Regions from separate parts of the Anas platyrhynchos genome. Here region 2 is linked to region 1. The links are chromatin contacts, called in public Hi-C maps. All regions are on one chromosome and are shown on one strand. The core of a region is the stretch at or near the end of the contact, and the rest is flanking DNA. Distances in the headings are between cores, read along the strand shown.

What was found. Hi-C and Micro-C count contacts between places; a contact is called where the count stands out from the background.
Region 2: a Hi-C map of small yellow follicle shows a contact between it and region 1, with 4 times the contacts expected there. The contact joins the promoter of GJA1 here to the enhancer-like site in region 1. A contact is called at or near these places in 2 of 8 Hi-C or Micro-C datasets (F5 follicle and small yellow follicle).

The regions. Positions count from the first base shown.
Region 1 is chr3:67,674,023-67,678,942 of IASCAAS_PekinDuck_T2T, forward strand. No RefSeq gene overlaps it. Among named protein-coding and RNA genes, the nearest start is that of GJA1, 79 kb to the right of the region's middle. Within about 2 kb of position 2,124, at least 4 of the 8 cell types and tissues checked have an H3K27ac peak or open chromatin away from gene starts, as enhancers often do. A contact at or near this core is called in F5 follicle and small yellow follicle, where this site is marked.
Region 2 is chr3:67,752,946-67,757,865 of IASCAAS_PekinDuck_T2T, forward strand. GJA1 (gap junction protein alpha 1) reads right to left here and starts at 2,147. Exons shown (of 2, transcript XM_005017369.6): 1 at 1,897-2,147.

The sequences.
Region 1 (4,920 bases), core at 874-3,373:
AAGAAATAGTTGTTTTTCTAAAAGCAGAGGTTAATCAAGAAGCAAGTGTCAAAGAAAGTCTATGTACATGCTCTTCACACTTTTGCAATTTCATTTGGCCTTGCAAGGAGTGAAGTTCAAGGTCATCAGAAAGGAATGTTCCAGAAACTTGTCACATTTAGCACAAAAATACCACATTCATCGATCATCTCTGTGAAGCAAACAGGATCCTGACAGATAGCATGTTTGTATAAAGCGCCTGGAACTATTGCTATTTTAGGAGGCCTTGCTCTATTGTGAAAGTAGCCAAAGCTATTTCACTTCTTTATGCAGTAAAATCACCTGTTGGACCATGGCACTACAGTCTTGCTGATAACAAAACTTGAATACTTGCTTTATGCCTTCTCTTTCTGCTCTGCTGGCACAAATCTTGGCACAAATCTTCCTCAACAACATGGGATTGGAGTGAGTATGGTACCTCTGTCCACTTCTGTTGGCTGAAAGGCAAAGTCCTATTTTCCAAAGGCTGTACAGGCACTGCTTGCTGGCTGTATGATAAGAGACCTCTGCCCTCTGTCCCACTTGGGGCTGAAGAACCACGTTCCTCAACCATCCTCTTTATCAGCTTGTTTTGTCTTCTTTTCTCCTTCCTCTTTGGTATGTTAGATGGCCATCTGATTTTCCTAAACAGTCTTTTGCCATTTTCTTACAAAGTCTTTATTTTTGCCTTAGCTGGTGCAATGTCCTTCAGCAGTACCTGTGGGTAGATACCTTCGGAGGTGGAAGATCAGATAACAAACATGATATTAAGGAAGATTTTGTCCAGACAACCCTGGTCTGTCAGCTGTAAATTCATAAGATGGTGTCATAAGTAGGAGACACAAAAGAGGAGCCTCAATGTGATAAATTCATACACCACAAAAGTGGCCTTTGTCTTTTTAATACACCTTCACTTCTGAAAGTATGCAGAGCATTTTCATTTTAGCATCATTTCTGTTTTCTCCTTCAGGAACTGTGAGGGTGTCAAAACCAACAAAACAGATTAAATACTAACACCAGGTAAAAAAAAAGTATCTGTGTTTTCTGTGTTTTGTAATTCTAGTTTTTTATTTTGAAATTTGTCATGAATTCTTGTCTGTTAGGGTGGGATTTTTGTTCATTTGTTTCAAATTGCTGTAAATAGTGTTTTGTTAATATATTTGTTTTGTTTATGGGAGGGTTTCAATAGTATTATTATTGTTATCCAAGTTGTATAGTGCTTTCATAGAGCTCCTATAATTGCAGTCTGACAAATTTTGTATCCCAAAGACCTTCAGTAGCACCAGTATGGGTATAAGCAACAAATATTGTCTCCAAGCTCTTTATCAGAGAGTTTTCCCTCTATCTTATTCATCTTGCAAATTAAAGCAAAGAGATCAGTCTCAGCTCAACACCACCCATAGGTATACACACCTTTGACTCTCCACTGCATCTCAACCCACAGCTCCAGTGTTGTTAGAATGTTACATTTTCCATTTACTTTGTAAGCCTATGTATATTTGAAAACTTCTGATTACAGGGAATTTCTAAGGATTCCTTTGTTTTTTTTTTTTTAACAAGGGAAATATACCAGTCCAAACAAAATCATACATATTTCCTTGTTTTGGCTTTCTTACATTTTTTGAGTAGCCAGGGGACATCTTTAATCATCCTCGTTGCTCTTTATCTGTCTTTATTTTTTTTTTTTATTTTTCCAAATACCTGATTTCTTCTCTGGTTCTTCAGAATTGAATTGAATATTGAATTTTCAATTCAATAACGAACTTGAAAAAAGCATTTTCCTCGTGGAAAAGTACCACTTCTTTTTTCTACATAATGTCCGTATTTCCTGTGCCCATGTGTCCCTGTATTCCCTCTTCAGCTTTTCTGTTTTCAAAGGGATCTGCCAGCACTCTTTTCTTTAGTTCCTTCTCTGAAGAAATGTTAATGATATAGACCCCAACGCGTCACAGAGGAGCTTTCCCCTAAGCATCAGCTATCCTATTGTTTTGTCTAACCAAGTCTATTCACAAGATAATAACACTTAATGAGTCCCTCTCTCTCTCTCCTTCCCACAGACAGACTTGTAGACGCCACTCTTCTGCTTTTTAGCGTGTGGAGTAGGAAGCAGTCACTGCAAAGGCATGTCTACATTGCAGACAGAGCTATGACTGCATCACATTCAGACAGACCTGCGTTACCTTTACGGTTCTCCCACTACCTTGCTCAGTTACTGGGAGCCATTTTGCCAGCCCCACAAAACTGTGCTTGCCAGTGCCCCTAACCTTGTTCAGAGCTGCAGCCTCCTGCAAATTCATTTCCATGTGCAGCTAGGTTTCCCCAAGTATATTCCTGCAGGTATCTCACCAGTAGAACTCTTGATGTATTGAAAATATTTTGAAAAGCTGTAAGATATCCAAATAATACCAGCAGTTCATAAAAATAAGCTAGTTATTGAAGAAGTTTCTATGTAGACTCATGAAAAAACAGGCTTTATGCAGTGCCTGGTAGAAGGTATTATGTTACAGGAAAGTACAAGAACTTTGGCCAGTTTATACAATTAGTATCATCCTAACATAGGAACCAAAATGGTCTTATAAGGTTTACAACTATACTCCCACTGGGCCTTTTGATATCAGGGTAGTATAGCCAGGTTATATTTACTGAGTGGAGAAGGAAACTGGAGCACTTTATTGGAACACTCCAGTCACTCTCAGGTACTGCAGGGCATCCTCCAGTAAAAGGACTCTCCTGACACAACTCATTCATATAAAATATACTAAGTAGCTAGTGATCCATTTCCACTAAGATTTGTCTGCCTGGAGTCTCCCTGTTACACCATTTCCCTATCTGCATAATGGACATAAATGTACTGGCAGAAAGTCAAGAGTGTCCTGGCTGGACACTTGAATGTCCTCTCCCAGGAGAGCCCTCATTTTCAGCTCATGTCATGGGTTTCTCACCTCAGCTGCTAAATAGTGAGCAGCTGCTTTCCCCTATCTTTTCTTCCTTGTTTTTCTACATCTGGCCAAGATCCCTGAGGAGCACTTCCTTCCTGGTTGTAGAGACAAGAGGGCTTTTGCAGACAGCTGTTCCCAAGCAGATGCCAGGCAAATGATGAACCTTCCCCATCCTGAAATTTTTCTCTGCATTTAAGTCCCATTTTGCCATTCTCCTTCTGTATTTCCTAATAAATTTTAAATCATTTGGATTTTTTTTTTAATCCCTTCTCTTTCTTTGTGAGCAATCACTATTGCATTAGTCATTGCTCCTATCTGCTTTGTCTGATGCAGTATTTGCGGATTAGTGAGATCCATAACTTGAAAATTATATCCATAAAAAAATTAAGGAACATGAAAGCAGTGGCATGTTCTTGCAAGCATGAGGATGATCTGCAGGTGTGAGCTGCAGTTTGGGAAATTTAACCCTGAATCTTGAAGGCTGAATGTTAAGTTTGTTATGGCTTGCTTTTACAGCCTGTATCCAATTGCACCAAAAGTGCCAGTTGATTAACTTTTCCATATCAACCAAATTTAGTGATGTCATATTTTCTTATATATCAGAACTGTATAGCAGTTTTAATTAAGATTTTTTAAAAGTATCAGAAATTATTTTAGATCAAGAGCTTTGCTGGTAAATTAAAGTAACAGTCATTAAGTTTTCACTAAGAGTTCTTTGATACTATTCATAATATTAACATTGAGCTGCTGAAGTTGCTGCCTTGCTGAACACTAGGTCTTTTGTTGTATTTTATGATCCTTAATTTCCTTACTAATAAGCTATGGGTCTTAAGTGTATTTAACACATTAGTTGCAACCTCTGCAAACACCAATCTGTCTGTTCTTTGAGTATGATGCAAAAAAGGCTGACAATGCACAAAGGGTGCCTAAAGCAACTTGTCCTGCAACAAATTCAGCTGCACAAATGTGACTCAGTGCCTGTCCCTCTCTTTAAAAGTAATTGTCCAGAACAGCTGACTCAACCAGCATATAAAACTCTGCCTATACAAAGAACTTACCTACATAATTTGATTTGTAGTAGTTCATGCTACTTTGTACCAACCATTCTCAAACTATTACTGCAGGGTGAACCCCTGCTCATAGGACAACATCAACCTCCTCACTGAGCCTTTGTTGTTGGCTTCAGTGGGAGTGTGTGATCATCCTTCATACAGTTATTAGTCTCCAAGAACAGTCTTTCTCCAACCATTATTTTATTTGCCAGACACCTTCCTCTCCCACTTCATTTTCAGGGGTGGACCTCCCATGTCTCCATCATCTGACTCCGAAACTCTATGGCAATAACTTTAGGGATGGATGGGTTTAAAGCGCTAAGGGATTCTCAAGGGGTGTGCCAGGGGACACAAAATGCCTGTGATCATATGAAAGTGGTGTAGCTTGTGACTGCATCTACACATCCAGCTTGGACTATCTCCTCTCCTATTAAAGAAATATTGAAAATAGTATTAAGCATAGAACAAGCTTTATTCTTAGGGAAAAAAAAAAAAAAAAAAAAAAAAAAAGCAGAAAGAACCGAAAGCTTGAAAATGTCACATTTTTTTCATTCAAAATAGTGGAGGATTTTCTGCAGTATTTCCATTCATTAATGATAACAAAGTTCGAGATAGTTGCTTTGGTTTACAACAAATAAAAACTATAAAAACATGACATTGACATCAACTGCAAAAGTCCTTCCTCTGTACTGCTTTAAGTAAAATAGATTGTAGTTTACTGTACAACACCACATTACTTTCAAAAGTCCAGGGAAAAATAAATAAATAAATAAAAAGTGGGAATATTTGGGACAATTATGTTTCACAGCTATTCTAGACGGATGGCTAGCATTTTGCCAGAACAATCTAATTTTCTTACAGGTAAGAGCATGTCAACTGTCCAGTCCAATATTTTTGTGAGGAGTTGTTTC
Region 2 (4,920 bases), core at 897-3,396, 79 kb after region 1:
CTCTAACAAGTACGTGTATAGAATAAGCAACAGACCAGATGCCTCCATGAGAGATATATTCTGTGGGTAATATCTGGGGGGGGGGGGGAGGGAAAGAAAGATGGGGTGGAGTGTACCAGAGACTGAGGAAGGAGAGAAATGTATCTGATGAAACAGATATTGCTCAATGTCATCTAACCTTCCCCATGCCCACAAGAATCCTTGGCCTAAACAGAGACAAATAAGACTAATCTTGTAGGCTTGCATTATGTGGAAGCAGAGATAACTTTGCAATGTTGAATCTGTTTGCACTCCTGAGCATATAAGCATTCAGATTTATGTCACAAATTAAATCCCTTGTGTCCCTCTCTTCCTCCTCCTGAACTCAGCCTGCCGCTCACCCTTCTCCCATTTGTATGCTTGTTAGGTATCATGGGTCAGTGCCAGTGTTTGGCTTTGAAGTTTTTGAAGGAAACACTTCAGTAAACATCTCAAAGACTAGAGGCTTAAATACTCCAGTGTAGTGTGCTGTCCAGATGTTAAAAATGGCAGGATGAAAGCTTCACACCAGTCCTCCAACTTGTTCCCTATACACTAACGCACATGCAAGCGCACACAGAAATCAGGCACAAGGTGTTCGTAGGACATTTTTATCCCCATTACCATAGGCTTTCAGGAATTTCATGTACAAAAGTCTAAAGGAGCTCCTCAGACAAAATATGCCCCTACATATGGCTTGCTGGTTATCATGAGGCAAAACTAAGGACAGACATAAGCACACAATATTCTTGTTTAGAGAGTAGAGCATGCTACTTGATAAGATAGATCCCGCGCTTCATATTTCAGTTGAAGGTCCTTTCTCCTGCTGTTTCCTTTTCCATGTTGTTCTTTCACTGTTTGCAAGCAGCAAGCAACAAACGCAATACGAAATCAATCCAAGTATTGCAATTTAAAAAACTTGTGAGTATGCCAAGAGATGCTGCTCTAGCATTCCTCTTCCCCACGTTTTGAAAGTATTTAAGCCTTCAAGGTAATATAAAAGGAATGTGTCATATTGGGATTATGACACATATTGTGTATATTCTTTCACAGCTCTTCCTAGACAACTTTCATTTATATCCACCCAAGACTTTCACAGACATTGCCAACGTGGTAAAGCATATCATGATATCTCACATTCCTTCCCTAAAATCCCTTTACTGAGGTTGCTAAAACAGAGTAACTATATACAAACTAGGTTAAAACTCCGTAACCCACGTCTGGCTTTTATCACATCTGTTTTCAAAGAAAAGGGGAAAAATCATCAGAAAGACCACGTGAAAGTCACCACGTTGGTAGCTGCTGCATTTAACAAAGCAACTAATTAAGAACCTTGCTCTGCACAAGCGAGTCGGCATCAGTCGGGGCTGCTATAGGGAAGCCAAATGAGTGGGGTGTAAGTGGGGCACACTGGGGACAAAGCCTCACTGCTACAAACTTCTGGTGGGATTTCAGTGCAACGGAGAAGAGCAAAGAGCACCTAAGTGTTTTTTTTTTCTTTTTTCTTTTTTTTTTTTTCTTTAAAGGAGCTCATTTAGGCAGAGACAAGCACACAGCAGTGATTTCTCTGAAACATGAGCAACAAGTCTGTGTCCCAGCTGTGCAGGCATAATTTCACCGCAGTTCCTCTCTCAGTGGCGCATGGTTAGAAGTTGTAGTCGGGTCGTATTTTCAGAAATGTATAAAAATATGACAAAAGGAAGCAAAGAATGATCCCTGTAAGTTTAAACTTACACGCACGCTTTGTTTTGTTTTGTTCTGTTTTCCCTAACAAGTTCGACCATCAGCGAAATAACGCGAAGTTCTTAGAGTGGAAAAAAAGTTTTTAGAAAAAAAACGTATACACAAAAAGATGAGAAAGGAAAACTTTCAACTTACCCTTGCTGATCAGCAGTGAAGCTGGATCAGGATACTTCTCTGGAGGGTTAAAGTAAAATGGAAGAGCACGTTCAGGCACTCAGACCTGTCTATTTAAACTTTAAAAGTCTACTGCTGTTTTGTATTTTTCATCCTTCCTTCCCCACTAGTGAAAGAAAAGTGCTGATACCTCGTAAAAGTTTTTTCTAACTTGGAACACTGGGAGAGCTTTTAACAAGTTTTCAAGCCTCTGACTGTGAAAGAGGAGGGGAAAAGGAGGGGTAGCAGCCCAGGAGGAGGGGCACTCTGCAAATGGAGAGGAGGAAGGTGGGGGAGGAGGGCGAGAACTGACGGCACAGCAAAAACGGGGACGGCCAGGAGGAGAGCGTGAGCTCCTTCAGGTCGGCTCCTGCTGATGCAACAAAACCGCGGCCAGGGCAGGCCCCCGGGTCCCAGCCCCCGTTCCCCAGCTCCCGGTTCCCGGCCCGCCCTGGCCCAAGCCCGGCCGGGACAGGGAAGATGCTGCGGGTGGGGGACCGGCGTCAACCTCCCGGGTGCTAGGGCTGGGCTGCCCGGCTGCTGTCGCCGTCTCCTGATCACTGTGTGGAGAGAAAGCCCTCTCAAGTCCCCTTACGTTTTGTTGTTAGTATCACTTTGTTTACTCGGGTCCATTTCCTTTACGTGCAGACATGAAAGTACACGCAAGGACCGGTGTGTTTGTTTCGACGGGATATATCCATCACACATTTTTTAACTGTTGCTTGTGTGTCTGTGTGTGCATGCATCCCATGGGAGAAATGAAGAAATGATCTCACATTCCAGGAAACTCTTTCCAGGAAATTTCAGAAAATAAAGCACAGTTCAGAAATTCAGAGTTAAACAGTGGGAAGAAATGCTCCTGATAATTTTTCAACTCATTTTTACAGAACAAAAGCATGCTCCAAAGCTGATCTATTCAGTCAGAATGAAGCTGGTTTGGCTTTGCTCCTGACCAGTCCATGATTAAATGCTCCCTGCAAAAAGCCTCTTCTGCAGAAGAGAGATTAATTTATTTCGGTGTGTGTGCTAAGTTCCTCACACATGAAGTCCAAACTATGTTAGGAATCGGTCTTACACTTTGCGTGTCATGGGGCATTAGCTCCTCTGCAGGGTTGCTTAAGAGCTTTTCTAGACGCAGTCAGTGGTTTGATAGTTCTTAATGAAGTTTCGCATTTTGGATCGTACCAGCCTTGTTTGAGTTTCAGTTCCTCTTATTCTAATGGGATATTTCTGGGATCATCCATGTTAACTAGTATGGGAGAGTGTTTTTTGTTTTCTTTTTAAAGGTTATAAGAAAGGTGAGAAGTCCAGTAGTGGCCATTGAGAGTTTCCCAAGTAAAGGTCCTCATTTACAATTTATTCTTGAGGTAAAGAACACTACACTCTATAGCACAGCATAGATATTCCTGCTCATTTTTCGCAGCTTGTGCCTAAACTTTTTCCACTCTGAACTCACTAGATGAGAGAACTAAGACAAGACCTTTGTAGAAAGGCACTCAGCAGGGAGCTTTGAAGCTGCGAAAGACGCACACAATCATTATTCTTGCTCTGGAGTCGTTTGCAGAAGACCACACTGCCTCCTGTTTGAGAAGAAGAGCCAGTACACTAGAAGTGTCCACCCTCCATTCTCCTTCCTCCAGCTACAGACAAAGATGGTTGTTTCCCCAGCTTGCCCCCTTTTGCTTTGATTCTGGCTGTTAGCTTTGACAGCATTTTTTCCTTTTCACACACACACACACACACACACGCACACACACACACAAAAGTGTTAAAGTTTATGGCTTGGCCAAGCCATATGGCAGAAAGAAACCTTTTCTTCATCTTCTCTGAGTGTTGTTTTAAGGTGTCTTTTTCTCTTTACAGCTTGAGGAAAAGGAAAGTGGAAAGGAAGAAACAGAGCTCTGTGCTTAAAATGTGCTGGGACCGTCTTCAGAATTAAAATGTAATATACAAGCCATAGTGCCACAGTGTCTTCATGACTCTGTTATAGGTAGTGAGTGGAGTACACATAATGTTCTTACTACTGCCCCCTAAAACTCTGGTTATTCTACTGCAAAGTATAAAGTGCCAATGACATGGAAACATGCATGCTGTTGCAGGGACAAGGAGATTTGAGGTGTCCAATGTTTTTGTGCTGAAAAAGCTGCCCCTTAGGAAAGCAGTACTTTTTCGGGGGGTGGGGGGTGGGAACCACACACTAAAAACAGAAAAACCAGCAGAACAAAACACTCCCTTCCCCCCCCCAACCCCTTAAATTATAGCATGCAACCACACAATGCTATCATTCCCTCTCAAAGATCACAGGGTCCAGCTTGCCTGATCTTGCATTTTTCCCTGCACATTCCTGTATTGGCTTTGCAATTATTCAAGCATTCTGTTTTTAAAAGAAACACCTAGAAGTATTTCTCCACTTAAATAAACAAACAGTATTAGCAAGAAGCCCAACACTCACAAAGTCCACTTTAAAAAATAAAACACGTATGTTAGGGATGAATAATTTTGCAACAATAATAAACATAACACTTGGCTCTGATACAGCATTATCCACATGAAAAAAGGAAAGTATTTCAAGCCTCCACTGTGATACAGTGAAGAATTAGGAAGAATTATGAGTCCTGACAAAAATGCCTTGAAGACGTCTTTAAGAGTTTGGAAGTATGTCTCCATGATCACGTTTCACAGCCTTTTATCAGAACTTATTCAGCTTCAGATACAGCAGTGATCCACCATTTCAAAAGTTGACCAAAAAGTCTTGCACTCATTTTCACCGCAAATGGAAAGAAGCTTTTCAGACTGAACAAATGGTTTTTCACACAAACTCCTCTTCAGCTGAAACTGTGTTCAAGAGAAAAGCATGGAGGAGTCAGACCTGAGACCTCCTGCAAGTCTGTTTTTAATTAAGAGATGAGTAAAAAGATTGCACTTTGATTTGAAGCCTTATATTGCAGAATACAGACTCTTTAGACATCACAGAACTGAAGATTTGGGAGCCCAGAGCTCTCTGGG